2 separate regions of the Gossypium hirsutum genome follow, and region 1 is linked to region 2. The links are chromatin contacts, called in public Hi-C maps. All regions are on one chromosome and are shown on one strand. The core of a region is the stretch at or near the end of the contact, and the rest is flanking DNA. Distances in the headings are between cores, read along the strand shown.

Evidence for each region. Hi-C and Micro-C count contacts between places; a contact is called where the count stands out from the background.
Region 1: a Hi-C map of leaf shows a contact between it and region 2, with 1.9 times the contacts expected there. The contact joins the promoter of LOC107918757 here to the enhancer-like site in region 2. A contact is called at or near these places in 4 of 34 Hi-C or Micro-C datasets (hypocotyl, leaf and seedling).

Annotation. Positions count from the first base shown.
Region 1 is chrD08:8,520,721-8,526,733 of Gossypium_hirsutum_v2.1, reverse strand. LOC107918757 (LOB domain-containing protein 16) reads left to right here and starts at 3,777. Exons shown (of 2, transcript XM_016848343.2): 1 at 3,777-4,541; 2 at 4,642-5,245. The coding sequence starts at 4,242. The coding sequence ends at 4,956.
Region 2 is chrD08:8,419,623-8,425,625 of Gossypium_hirsutum_v2.1, reverse strand. LOC107915081 (a long non-coding RNA gene) reads right to left here. Exons shown (of 5, transcript XR_005917466.1): 5 at 1,358-1,639. Among protein-coding and RNA genes, the nearest start is that of LOC107915081, 5.1 kb to the right of the region's middle. Within about 2 kb of position 1,640, at least 2 of the 9 cell types and tissues checked have an H3K27ac peak or open chromatin away from gene starts, as enhancers often do. A contact at or near this core is called in leaf, where this site is marked.

The DNA of each region.
Region 1 (6,013 bases), core at 2,528-5,027, 99 kb before region 2:
TTCAAATAACATTATTTAAATAGTTAAAATTATTTTTTAAAAAATTAAATAATATAACTTTTAATTAATTATACCTATTTATTTATAGTTATTGAAACACTATAAATATTTAAAAATATTTCAACAATAACCAAGAATATGTATACGTAAACTGGAATAAATGATCAAGTTAAAGGCACGGCGTCAGTGGGTTGGAGGCGTTGAAACTGGAAAAGATATATAGGCGGTAATCCTTGCGGAAGGCATGCTTTGAAATTGAAAACTAATATCCTCCCAACAAAGTTAATGGCCGCAATTAAGGGTCTGAAATTTGTATCATGTGATTCTGGGTCAGCATCTTATAAGAACAGCAAAGTCAAATGGGCCAATATAAGCCCAACAGTAAGGTTGTTCCCATTTTCCAACCCAAGGAAAGGTTGTAGGTTTTCCACAAAAATCCAACAATAGAATACTCAACCTATAGTGGCATTTGTTGCTTATAGAAAGGGTTAATGGATCATTTACCCTCAAAGTTGCATTTAATTATCACTTTCATCCTTAAAGAGATTATGAAAAACAGTTTCTATAGAGTAAGGTTGTTTACTTTTTCGCTACCTTGGTGATCGATATTTATAGAGGAATGAGGATTGGGCGATGATTCCAATCATTAAATTACCCTTCCCCTTGGGTACGGTGATGGGGTTAGGGGTGAATTTAGAGGAGTACAAGTGTTGGCACTCTCAAATGGAAAAATAATTTTTTAGTACCCTAATAAAGTTATTATATAATAAATTTTTACTTTTGACGTCTTAAAAATGAAAAAGATTTCTATTTAGTCTTTTTAAAAGTGATAAAATCATAAATTAATATAAGATAAAATTATACTTTAACCTCACAAAAATTTAAAATTTAATTTTGTCTCCCTCTTTTTTCTTTGGCTTCACCCCTGGATAGGGTCTTATGTGTCAGCTTAAGTACTCTTAAGGTTGGCTTGTTCGAAATCTAGGAAAAAAACACATAGTAAGACTGGAACCTAGCACACCAAAACTCTTAAAATTTTGAATTACATAGTCTTTTATAAATATAAGTAAGTGTCTTAATCTAGTATAAATAATATTTGACGTAGAGAAAATTATTATGGAAATTATTAAAAGGCATAATGATTTGGCCTTCTAACTTTACAAAAAGAATGTCTTTTCTCCAACTTTACAAAAAAATGTCTTTTTAGCCCTACATTTAATTTCTCGTCTCTTTTAACTCTTTTTAAACGTAGCATACATGCGGACTGCCATGCCAACAATTAATTGTTTTTTAAATTTTAAAAAATAAAAATATATTTAAAAAGTATAGAAATTATAAAAAAATTATTTTGTTTTAAAAAAATAATTAATTGCTGACATGACATACAAATGGGCTACCAATTTAGCAAGGTTAACACACGTTAACTTTTTCATCCATTTTGAAATGATTTGACAAACAATGCAAGTTCAAGGATTAAAAAGAACGAAAAATTAAATAAATGACTAAAATGATTTCTTTTATAAAGTTGAAGAGCAAATAAATCATTATACCTTACTAAAATTATATTAAAATTTTTTTAGTATAGTATTATAACTTACTAAAATCATGTTGTAGACTTATAGGATATCCAACTTATCATTGATGTCGTGAAATATCAATGGTTAACTGAGTTTTATCAAAAGTTACTAAATTTTTTTTAAAAAAGTTTATTAAAGTTATCAAAATTATATCAAATGTTACCTAAACAAACCCCAAATAAGAAGTTTTTTTTAAAAAGAAAAGAGATGTACAAAGGATGACGTGAAATCACGATTTCATATGATTCTTCTTGGGATTGGGTTCCAGGGTATGGGTTAATTGTTTAAGCCATATTTCATGCGGCTTTTGTTACTTGGGGCCAGAATTCTCCACACATGATTGTAGCACTAACCATAAACATCCAACCCAAGAGTTGAAGGTTGTCTGGCGGAGATAACCAAAGGGTATCTCAAGCTATAAATGCTCATCACTCCTAATTCCCTCCTGACATAGAAATAGCTAGTTATGCATGCATGTGAGCCATGTGCTTGGGTGAAACTGCAACTTAGACTTCCAACTATAAATGCTGGTGATGTTGAGTGCCTACCATTTTAATTTCCCCATCATCAATTTCTATATGCCTGCCGCGTTACACGGTTGGCCTGCAATATATGAAGTCACAACTATGACATTAAAAATCTACTCTCTTTTTTCCTTTTTGCTGCAAACTGCCATTGTCCTCCGTTAGGGAGTGACGAAACTTTAACCATTTATGCTTTTCATCCTTTTTTTTCTTCTTCATTGGTGAGTCGTATTCTTTGCGTAGGTACAATGCGCCACGCCACTTTCGCTCTGGTTAGTTGCAGCTGTTCTCGGTTTAGCCTTTTGGTTGGATCCATTCATATAGTTCCAGGTTTGCTGATGAATTGGTATTGATTGCTACATTATTATATAAACACATTGGTTTTGAGGATTACAAAATATATAATAAAAGAACTAATAAGATCATCATGACTTAAGCAGATATGTGAAGAAAAAAATTTGAAGCATTTTACTCTTGTGGATAGTGATAGTAATTGGTAATTATTTTAGCAGTACTGTAGTCCTTTGTGAAATTATTGGAAGTTTGCGTAATATAGCATTGATCACCTGTTCTTCTAGATTAAGGAGATAAATCACGTTCGCAAGGCAGGAAAGATATATGTATTTCACTATCTAACATTTAAGCCTATAAAAAGAAAAGAAAGTAATATGAATTAAAAGGGTGTAGAGAAGCTAAGATGGTATTAACTATGGGTACAAATGGAGAGGAGTGAACGTGCATTGGGGACAAGAAACATTGAATCAAAGAGAGGTTTCCGACAATGAGGAGACAATAAAGGAAATGAAGTGAATCTGCCTCCAAATTCATCATGTTAAGCTACTTTCGTTTCCCCTTTGCCCATTGCACGGGGCAGCTTAATTCGTATTTGAATCATTGGTTGTTACTTTGTTAAACATGCGCTTGGACTTTTGAAGGAAAAATTATTGCCGCCCTCACACTCACCCTCACTTCCCAACTATAGCTTAACTATCTTGTTGCTTTCTGCTTTTCATTTACACCTTTCTCTCTTTCTTAATCTCTCTCTCCTTCAACTTTATACACACGAGGGCTAGCTGTAGCTACCAAAACTATCAGTCTCCATATATAGTTAGGACGTGATATCCGTTGAGAGTTGATAAGTGGTAGCATAAATGCCTTCTAATGTTATTTAAGGGTACATATCCCTATGTCACACATGGCTCGGTCCGATGAAATGCTTCCATTTCATCATATTCTTTCTTACATTCCTACAAAACCCATTTCTTGTTCAAATATTTCTAATAATTCTAAAGATTAAGACGAGACAATTACTTATAAATTACCCCAAAAAGTCTTTATTTTCCAAAATTTCTTACTTAACATAAGATTAAACCTAAAATAATTTTCAATCGACAAAATTATATCAAAATTCAAACTCAATGTGGATAAGAATTTGGTTAATATGTAAGATTATTTTGTCATAAATGAGTAGGTTTTCTTAATTCAGACATTTATTCAAGTCTCACAGGTGTTCTAGAAGGTCTTTCCTTTTTTTTTTCATACTTAACACAACAAAACAAACCAAATGCACTAAAAAATGTCGTAATTCACCTAAGTGGTTGTCGGTAGGCTTTTAAAGGCAGGTGGCAGTCGGGGCAGAGCCCACAAAGAGACAAATAGCAGCAGTTTCAAGGTGCGGCGAACGGCGGAAAAAGGAAATTAAATTTTCTTTAAAGAAAACCCGAAACCACCACAAAAATCAAACTTGAAGTAATAAAATAATTCAAATAACATAAACCAAATCTAAATCATTTAGTAATTTGTTATATAGCCACTAAAAAAACAATCCCCATATTGCAGAAGCCATTATTAAATGCTCCCTTAGAACCCTACATAAAGGCCCTTCAATGTCCCCCCATTCACACTTCTTATAAGCCTACCCCTTTTTGTTGTGCAGTTTAGGACCCTCCCAACAGCCCCACTCTGACCTAGCCAACCAGCCAACCATCCTCTCCCCAACCCTCAAACCCCAATTTTCTTTAGCACCATTTCCTAGTATGCTCCTGTGCTTTGTAATTCTTTAATTTTATGAATTATTATTTCTCCCTAATTCCTGCTCTGATGCTATAATTCTCTCTTAAAGCACTTTTTTATCTCTGCCATGGCATCATCAAGCAGTAGTACCACTGGAACAGGCTCCCCTTGTGGTGCATGCAAGTTTCTGAGACGAAAATGCGCCTCTGACTGTGTTTTTGCTCCTTACTTTTGCTCAGAACAAGGCCCTGCAAGATTTGCAGCCATTCATAAAGTGTTTGGGGCTAGCAATGTGTCCAAATTATTGTTGCATATCCCAGCTCATGATCGTTGTGAGGCGGTCGTCACCATTGCTTATGAAGCTGAAGCCAGAATTAGGGATCCCGTTTATGGTTGCGTTGCTCATATTTTCGCCTTACAACAACAGGTTCCTATTCCCTTTCCGTTTTTTTCTCAATTTTTCATGCTATAATTTGAACACTTTCTAATCTTTATTGCATATTACATCTGTTCGTGGTTTGTCGTAGGTTGCATGCCTGCAAGCTCAACTAATGCAAATCAAAGCCCAACTAGCTCAAAATGATATGAATTCATCGCATAACATAGTAGAGAATCAATGGCAAGAAAACCTTTCTGGCACTGTTCCAAGCTATATGAATCCAATCTCCCCACAAAGCTCACTTGAGTCTGTTGAGCTCAACAGTGGTGATAGCGTGAACCTGCAAGAAATACAAAGCAGACATGAGGAGTTTTGTTTCCAGGGTTACCATAAGAAGAGATTAAATAATAATAGTGATTTGGGTGAGCTTCAAACACTTGCCCTTAGAATGATGAGGAACTAAGCTGAACTATCGTTTTGGATTTTTTTTTCTCTATGGAATATGAGCCAGATGATCTTTTTTTTCTTTTCTTTCCAGTCCATGATATGTATGTACATATGGAAACTGTTCTGAAGAAGATTTAGTACCTTAAGTTTTTTATCAGACTAATATTAGCATTGTCCTCTTTCTTTTCTGTCTTTTTCATTCAGCTATGGTACATAAATTGATGGTGGTAGCTGAATGATAATATGCTCTGAAAATCATAGTTAATTTGGATAGTGATGGATCAAGCGATAAAAAATTTCATCAATATTAGTGCTGATTTGCTCTCCATTTTGAAATCTGACTCTACTTCACTCAATTAAATCAAAATTCAATATGAATTTCACACAATTTTATATGATAGTAGTTTACTGTTTTGTGAGCCACAATTATAGAGCAACTTCAGTTTGACAAACTAGGCATTGAAATCAGGGCTCTACTCAATTGTTTGCTTTTAGTTCTACCTATCAAGATTAATGATAGATTACTCAACTAAGCAAGCAGTTGTTAGGGTTTTGTAGATAATATTGTTATATTATCATCATCCAGCATCTATCTTTCTTCACCACTTGGCTTAATAAATAGTTTTCAGTTGGTAAGTGTTAATGTCTTCCTTAAGCTTAGATGTCAGTCATTAGGTCCAATGAAGGAATGAGTATTTGAAATCTCTCTAGGTCTTTTCATGTGATAGCTTTCTTAGTTTTACATAGTGATTGGCTCTTTCCTTTTGCCTTGTATAATGGACTGATGGGGCAACTGCCTTGCCTTTGATTTGGTGTGGTATAGCAATTAGAAATCTCAACTATAGCAAGTTATTTTTTAAATATTTAAATGAATTGAACAGAAAAAGTTGAAATAACACAAAAGAGGGATTAATGTTGTCTTAGATCAATTGGTAGTCTAAATACTTTACAAATGTGAAGAACTGATTCAGCAAAGGGTTCCTTCCCAACATCTGTTTGGTCCAAATTCAGATCACCTGGACTTTGTTTACAAATAGGGATATCTGGGAAGGGACGGTGAGTGCTGTGATGGT
Region 2 (6,003 bases), core at 391-2,890:
AAATTCGCATTTAACACTTAAATTAACAGTTGGACTCATGGAAAAACTTTTCATAAAATTAATAATCTTATCCTAATACTAGTTACTTTTATAGATGCATTTTGGACTATATGGAGAAGAGTGAAAAGTTATATGTATTCATATTCAATTTTTCCCTTGTACAAAAACTGAAGAAATTAGGAGGAAGCCCTCTGCCAACATAACAATTATAAAGATATAGACTATTAAAATTAGGAGTAATAGTAAAATTGCATTTTAGCCCCTTCAAAAATAATAAAAATTTGATTTGATCCTTTAAGAATTATAAAGATATAGGCTATTAAAATGATAAAATTATATTTTTACTGTCGTAAAAGTATACAATTAAATTTCGCCCCAAAAATTTTTCTAGCTTCCCCGTTACATACAAGCTGGCATAAAATGGTGGTATTTGGCAATATTCTCATTTTCTATTTTATTAATTCAGTTTGGCACTAACATTTTTCTGTACCTTAAAAATTATTATTAATTTATCAAAAAAAATTATCAATTTCTTAATTAGACTAACTCAAGGTATCTATCAATCAAATCGGATCATGGCTCAATTTTTAAAAAATAAAATAAAATTGTGTTCGATGCTCGAGCTTGACTTGACCTATTAACTCAAATGATGTTTTATTGTTAAAAAATAATAAAAATTAAAATATAATTTTATATTCTTATACTTAAACTTAAATAAAGTTATTTTTAAATTCATGACGAAATTTATAAAAATTAAAAATTCTTACCAAAATCAGTCCTAAGCCAAATCAAAGGTACCGAGTCAAACGGACCACCAGTTCTTAGGTAGACCTATGCTGCACCAATTATTTGCTACTATAGTGGAATCTGTGTAATCCATTACTGTCAGCCCCTAATTCCCCAAATTAGGGAATTAGGAAAGATTTTGGCAATGAGGGCTTATAAAGTTATTTCATATTATTATTAATGTAGTTTTGGTTTTTGGTATCATTATCTTCATCTGAATTAAGACTAATTCTTTTCAAATCAAGGGGTGATTCCAAAATTCAATAAAAGTAGCATTTTACTAACACAAGGTTTTAGTGCTTCTTTAAATTACTTAACGACTTGTTAAAATAATATTAGTATATTAAACATAATAACCAATAATTTTATTTATTATTTTTAATATATTAGAGAGAGATTCACCTGCTGTAAAATTAAAGAGATTTTAATTTTATATTATCCTATAACTTTTAATATGATTAATATTTTAATAATTCAACAATCAAACTGATTTCAAGTATAAATATCTGACAATTGTATAAAACTACTTTTATTTTATACTAATGTAAAATGTTAATTATATAAAAAATTATAAAAAAAATATAAAATCACTTCAATTTTACATCAATATAAATAAATCTTTTCCTCGTATATATTTATATAAAGTTTTACTGTCTTGTATATCCATACAACTATAATAAAAAAGAAAGGCCTTCCATGGCAACGGTCCTTTTTCCCTCTTTTTTTTTATATGAAAAGACATAGTAATCAATCGTTATTTTATAAAATCCTCAAGAGTGCACGTGCACATCCCATAGACTTTGTTGACCAATTGATTCTGACCTCGAACATGCCACACGAGTGGAACTGGACACTGTTACACGTCATCGCCGCTCATAAAACGATAAATTAAGGGTCATTTTGGTATATTATTATATGTCTGGAATGGCGTATAAGAAGTTTTCCCTGATTTTCGACCCGCGCTTTCCTCTCAACTCATCCATATTTCTGTTATTTGAGATACAAATATTTTTTAATAATTAAAAGTTGAACATTTATAAGTTGCTTAGCGTTTTTTTACGTACATAACACCAAATAATTCATGTTTTATGTTAATTAATGATATTTAAAATCCTCAAATTTAAACAAGTTTAAGGAGTGGTCATTGCAAAGACCAGTCAAACCGACTCCCATCTTACTACATATGGGGCCATTTTTTTAAGTATCTTTTCTTATCAGTATATCCCAAGAAATCTAGGGTATTTAGCTTCTACGATATATATATAAATATTTTTTTTAAAAATAACTTCCAACCAATAAATTACAATTTAGAATTTATATATATTAATAATATGTAAGGAATAAGAGTTATTTAATAATTGATTTTGAAAATTGATGACAATAAAAAACATAAAAATAAATAGTTGAACTATAAACTCATAGAATACTATTAAATGACTTGTGTTGAAATAAACATTTCCAACCACTCTCTTTGTGAAACAATTTACCCTCCATAATTTAATCACAAAATATCCTTCTTTTTTTAAGAATTTAATGTCTCAAAAGCAGCCTATAGTCATGAATGGGTCCATGGTTAGATATAATTTGATGAGAATATTCCTAAATTAACCATGAATTGAGTCCCTATCAAAGCTTCATTTATTATATATTAATGGGGTTTTTAAGATGTTCAGTGTCATGTGAGTTATGACTTGCTCTAGACGTTCAAACATCGATCCCCAACATTTTATGTCAGTAGTAGAGGTGTTCATGGGTCGGGACGGGCCAGGTTCGGGTCGGGCCCAGAAAAAATTTTCGACCCGGGTCCTAGGCCCGGGCCTGGCTCGGCCCGAAATATGGGCCTAGAATTTTGCCCAAGCTCGGCCCGAGAAAAAATTCATAACCCCGGGCCCAGCCCGTTTTTAAATAAATACCAAATATTTATTTTAAAAATTAAAATAAAAATTAAAAAAAGTAATTTTAAAATATTTTAAAATTAAAAAAATTTAAAAAAGTATTTTAAAAAAAATTTAAAATTAAAAAAATTAAAAAAAGTATGTTAAAAGTATTTTAAAATTAAAAAAATAAAAATATTTATTATTCGAGCCGAGCCAGGCCCAGGCCAAAAAAGTTGTGCCCGAGGCTCGGCCCGTTTTTTAATCGGGCCTCATTTTTTTGCCCAAGCCCATATTTCGGGCGGGCCGTCGGGCCGGGCCAAGCCGCCCGGCCTATGAACACCTCTAGCTGGAACTTATCAATAAAAACACAATCCCGAAGAGCTTTGACTATGAATAGTGTCTGGCTACGAGAAGATGGGGAAGGGGTTACAGGTGGAATTCAGGAGGGAAACAGGAGAGTTGCAAGGGAACCACAGAGAATGGAGCACATGAAGAGCTTTAGGAAGACAGTTGATCCAGTTCTGGTTTTAATTTGAAAAGGAGTTTCTTATGTGATGGGGCAAAACAGGGTAAGCCAATGACGGATCAAGCCCATGATGCGATGGACCATGATTTGGAGGATGCGGCTTTAGCAGGAGAAGAAGGTAAAAAAAGATCGAGAGAGGAGAATGATGTTGTATTAACGAATGAGGGGATTATCTCTCCGGAAAGAAGTAGGAGATTGATAAACCTTAATCACTTGACATCGACGGCTGCCAAGAGGCAAGCCGACTGGGCTTTATGAAAATCATAAGTTGGAATGTCAGTGGATTGGGGAGTTCACGGACATTCAGAAGACTTCGGCATGCGCTGAAAACTTATGACCCCCACATAGTCTTCTTTATGGAGACAAAACTTGGCAGAATTCAAATGGAAAGAGTTCAAAGAAGATGTGGTTTTGTGAATGGCATTGAGGTGGATCCAGAGAGAACTAAAGGAAGGTTATGTTTGGCCTGGAGGAATGACGTCAATATTTCTTTGAAAAGTTTTTCTAAAAGACATTGATGTGTTAGCTCATGATAATGAGAGGGAGGTTATGTGGCGATTTACAGGGTTTTATGGAACTCCGTATGCACGAGACAAGGAAGATTCATGGGCTATCTTGAAGAATCTCTATAATGGAGAGAATAATCATTGGTTAGTATGTGGAGATTTCAATGAAATCATGTATGGCTTTGAAAAGAAAGGAGGTATGGCCCGTGATGAGAGAAGGATGGAAATGTTCCGAAAGACTTTGGAATTATGTCAATTGAATGATATGGGATATTTGGGTAGATGGTTCACATAGGAACGAGGTAACCTTCCAAAAACAAATATACAAGAACGATTGGATAGAGGGGTTGCAAATAAGGAATGGATTTCTTTGTTCTCTGAAGTAAAAGTTCAACAATTGGTGCATTTTTTTTCTGATCATTGTCCTCTTCTAATTGATACAAAGAAGGAAATAAGAAAGCAGAATGAAAATAGATTCAGAATGAAAAATTGGTGGTTTTTGGAGGATTCTTTTGTTGTTCAAACCGAACATTTATGGAAGTTGTCGACAGGAAATTTTTTGCAGAAATTGGAATTCTTGAAGAAAGGGTTGGAAAATTGGGCAAGAAATATTCTAAAGAATAAAAAAGAGAAAAAGAAATATTTAACGGCTAAGCTATCTGAGCTACTTGAAGCGGAAAGGGATGATATTAACATGGCGGAGATGATCGACACGAAGATTCAGCTAAACATGGAGATTGAGAAGGATGAGAGATATTGGGAGCAAAGGGCTAGACTGAACTGGCTCAAATTAGGGGACAAAAATACAACTTTTTCCATTAGCCAAGCAACCCAGAGATGAAGGAAAAATACGATCAAGAGTTTACAAAACGAGCATGGTAGGGATACGGACAATATAAAGGAAATGGAAGAAATAACAAGATTCTACTTTCAAAATTTATTTACATCAGAGAATCAAGAAAATTTCGATTACTTGCTTTCAGGTATGAATCGAAGTATTTAGGAGGAGGATAATAAAAAGCTTACTGCGCACTATACAAAAGAGGAAATTCGAGAGGCTTTATGTGAAATGAGACCCACAAAGGCGCCAAGTGAAGATGTCCCAGCTAGGGCTGTGCATAAATCGATTAACCCAATTTTTTTTCGGTTAACCGACCAAGTTCGATTAATCGATCAATTAACCGAAAAAATTCAACCGGTGGTCGGTTAATTTCTTTTTATTTTTTCGGTTAACGGTTAAATCAGTTCGAAACCGGTCGGTTAACCGAAAAAAATCAGGTAAACCAAATTTTGCATGGTAGGGCCTAAAATAGGTCAAATTAAACCCAGCCCAATTTTTTCTCAAGCTCAACACCAAACTTTTTGGGTAATTTTCGAATAATTTAGGTAATTTTCGGGTAATTCAATTAATTCGATTAATCGTGTAATTCGGATAATTTTTAACCAAAAATAAAAAACACATAATTTTCAGTTAATTCGATTAACCGACCATATTAACCAAAAAAATTCGATTAGATTAACAATTAAATTTTGAAAGGTCGTTTAATTCGATTATAGCAATTTCGGGTCGATTAACCGAATGAACACCCCTAATCCCAGCTATCTTTTATCAAAAGTGTTGGCATTTTATTAGAGAGGATGTTGTTTCTTATTGTCTTCAAAGGGATATAAAGGTTAGTTCAATTAATAAAACTCATTGTGCTCATTCCAAAAATCAATAATCCATCTAATATGTCACAGTTTAGGCCCATTAGCTTATGCAATGTTATTTATAAAATAATGGTGAAAGCTATTGCAAACTGATTTAAAGGGGTGATTGATAAAAGCATTAATTGTGCTCGAAGTGCCTTTGTGCCAGGAAGATTAATCTCAGATAATGTTTTGCTAGCTTACGAGATAATGCATTCTTTAAAGCAAAAAAGAGTAGGGAAAAAGGGTTATATGGCGGGAAAACTAGACTTGAGTAAGGCTTTTGATAGGGTTGAATGGAGTTTTATTAAAGAGGTAATGTCTCAGATGGGATTCGCTCAAAGATGGATTGATAATATTATGAAATGCATGACTACTGTTTCATACAAAGTTGTGGTTAATGGAAACGTTGGAAGGACTTTCTCTCCATCAAGGGTCTTTGACAGGGGGACCCTTTGAGTCCGTTTATTTTCCTAATTTGTGAAGGCCTTTCCTGTCTCATGAGAAATGCCACAAATGCAGGACTTTTGAAGGGGTGTCAAAGTCGGTAGAAGAGGCAACATGTAGAGGGGCTAATGCACTAAAGGCAATATTAAGTGAGTATAAAAGATGTTCGGGT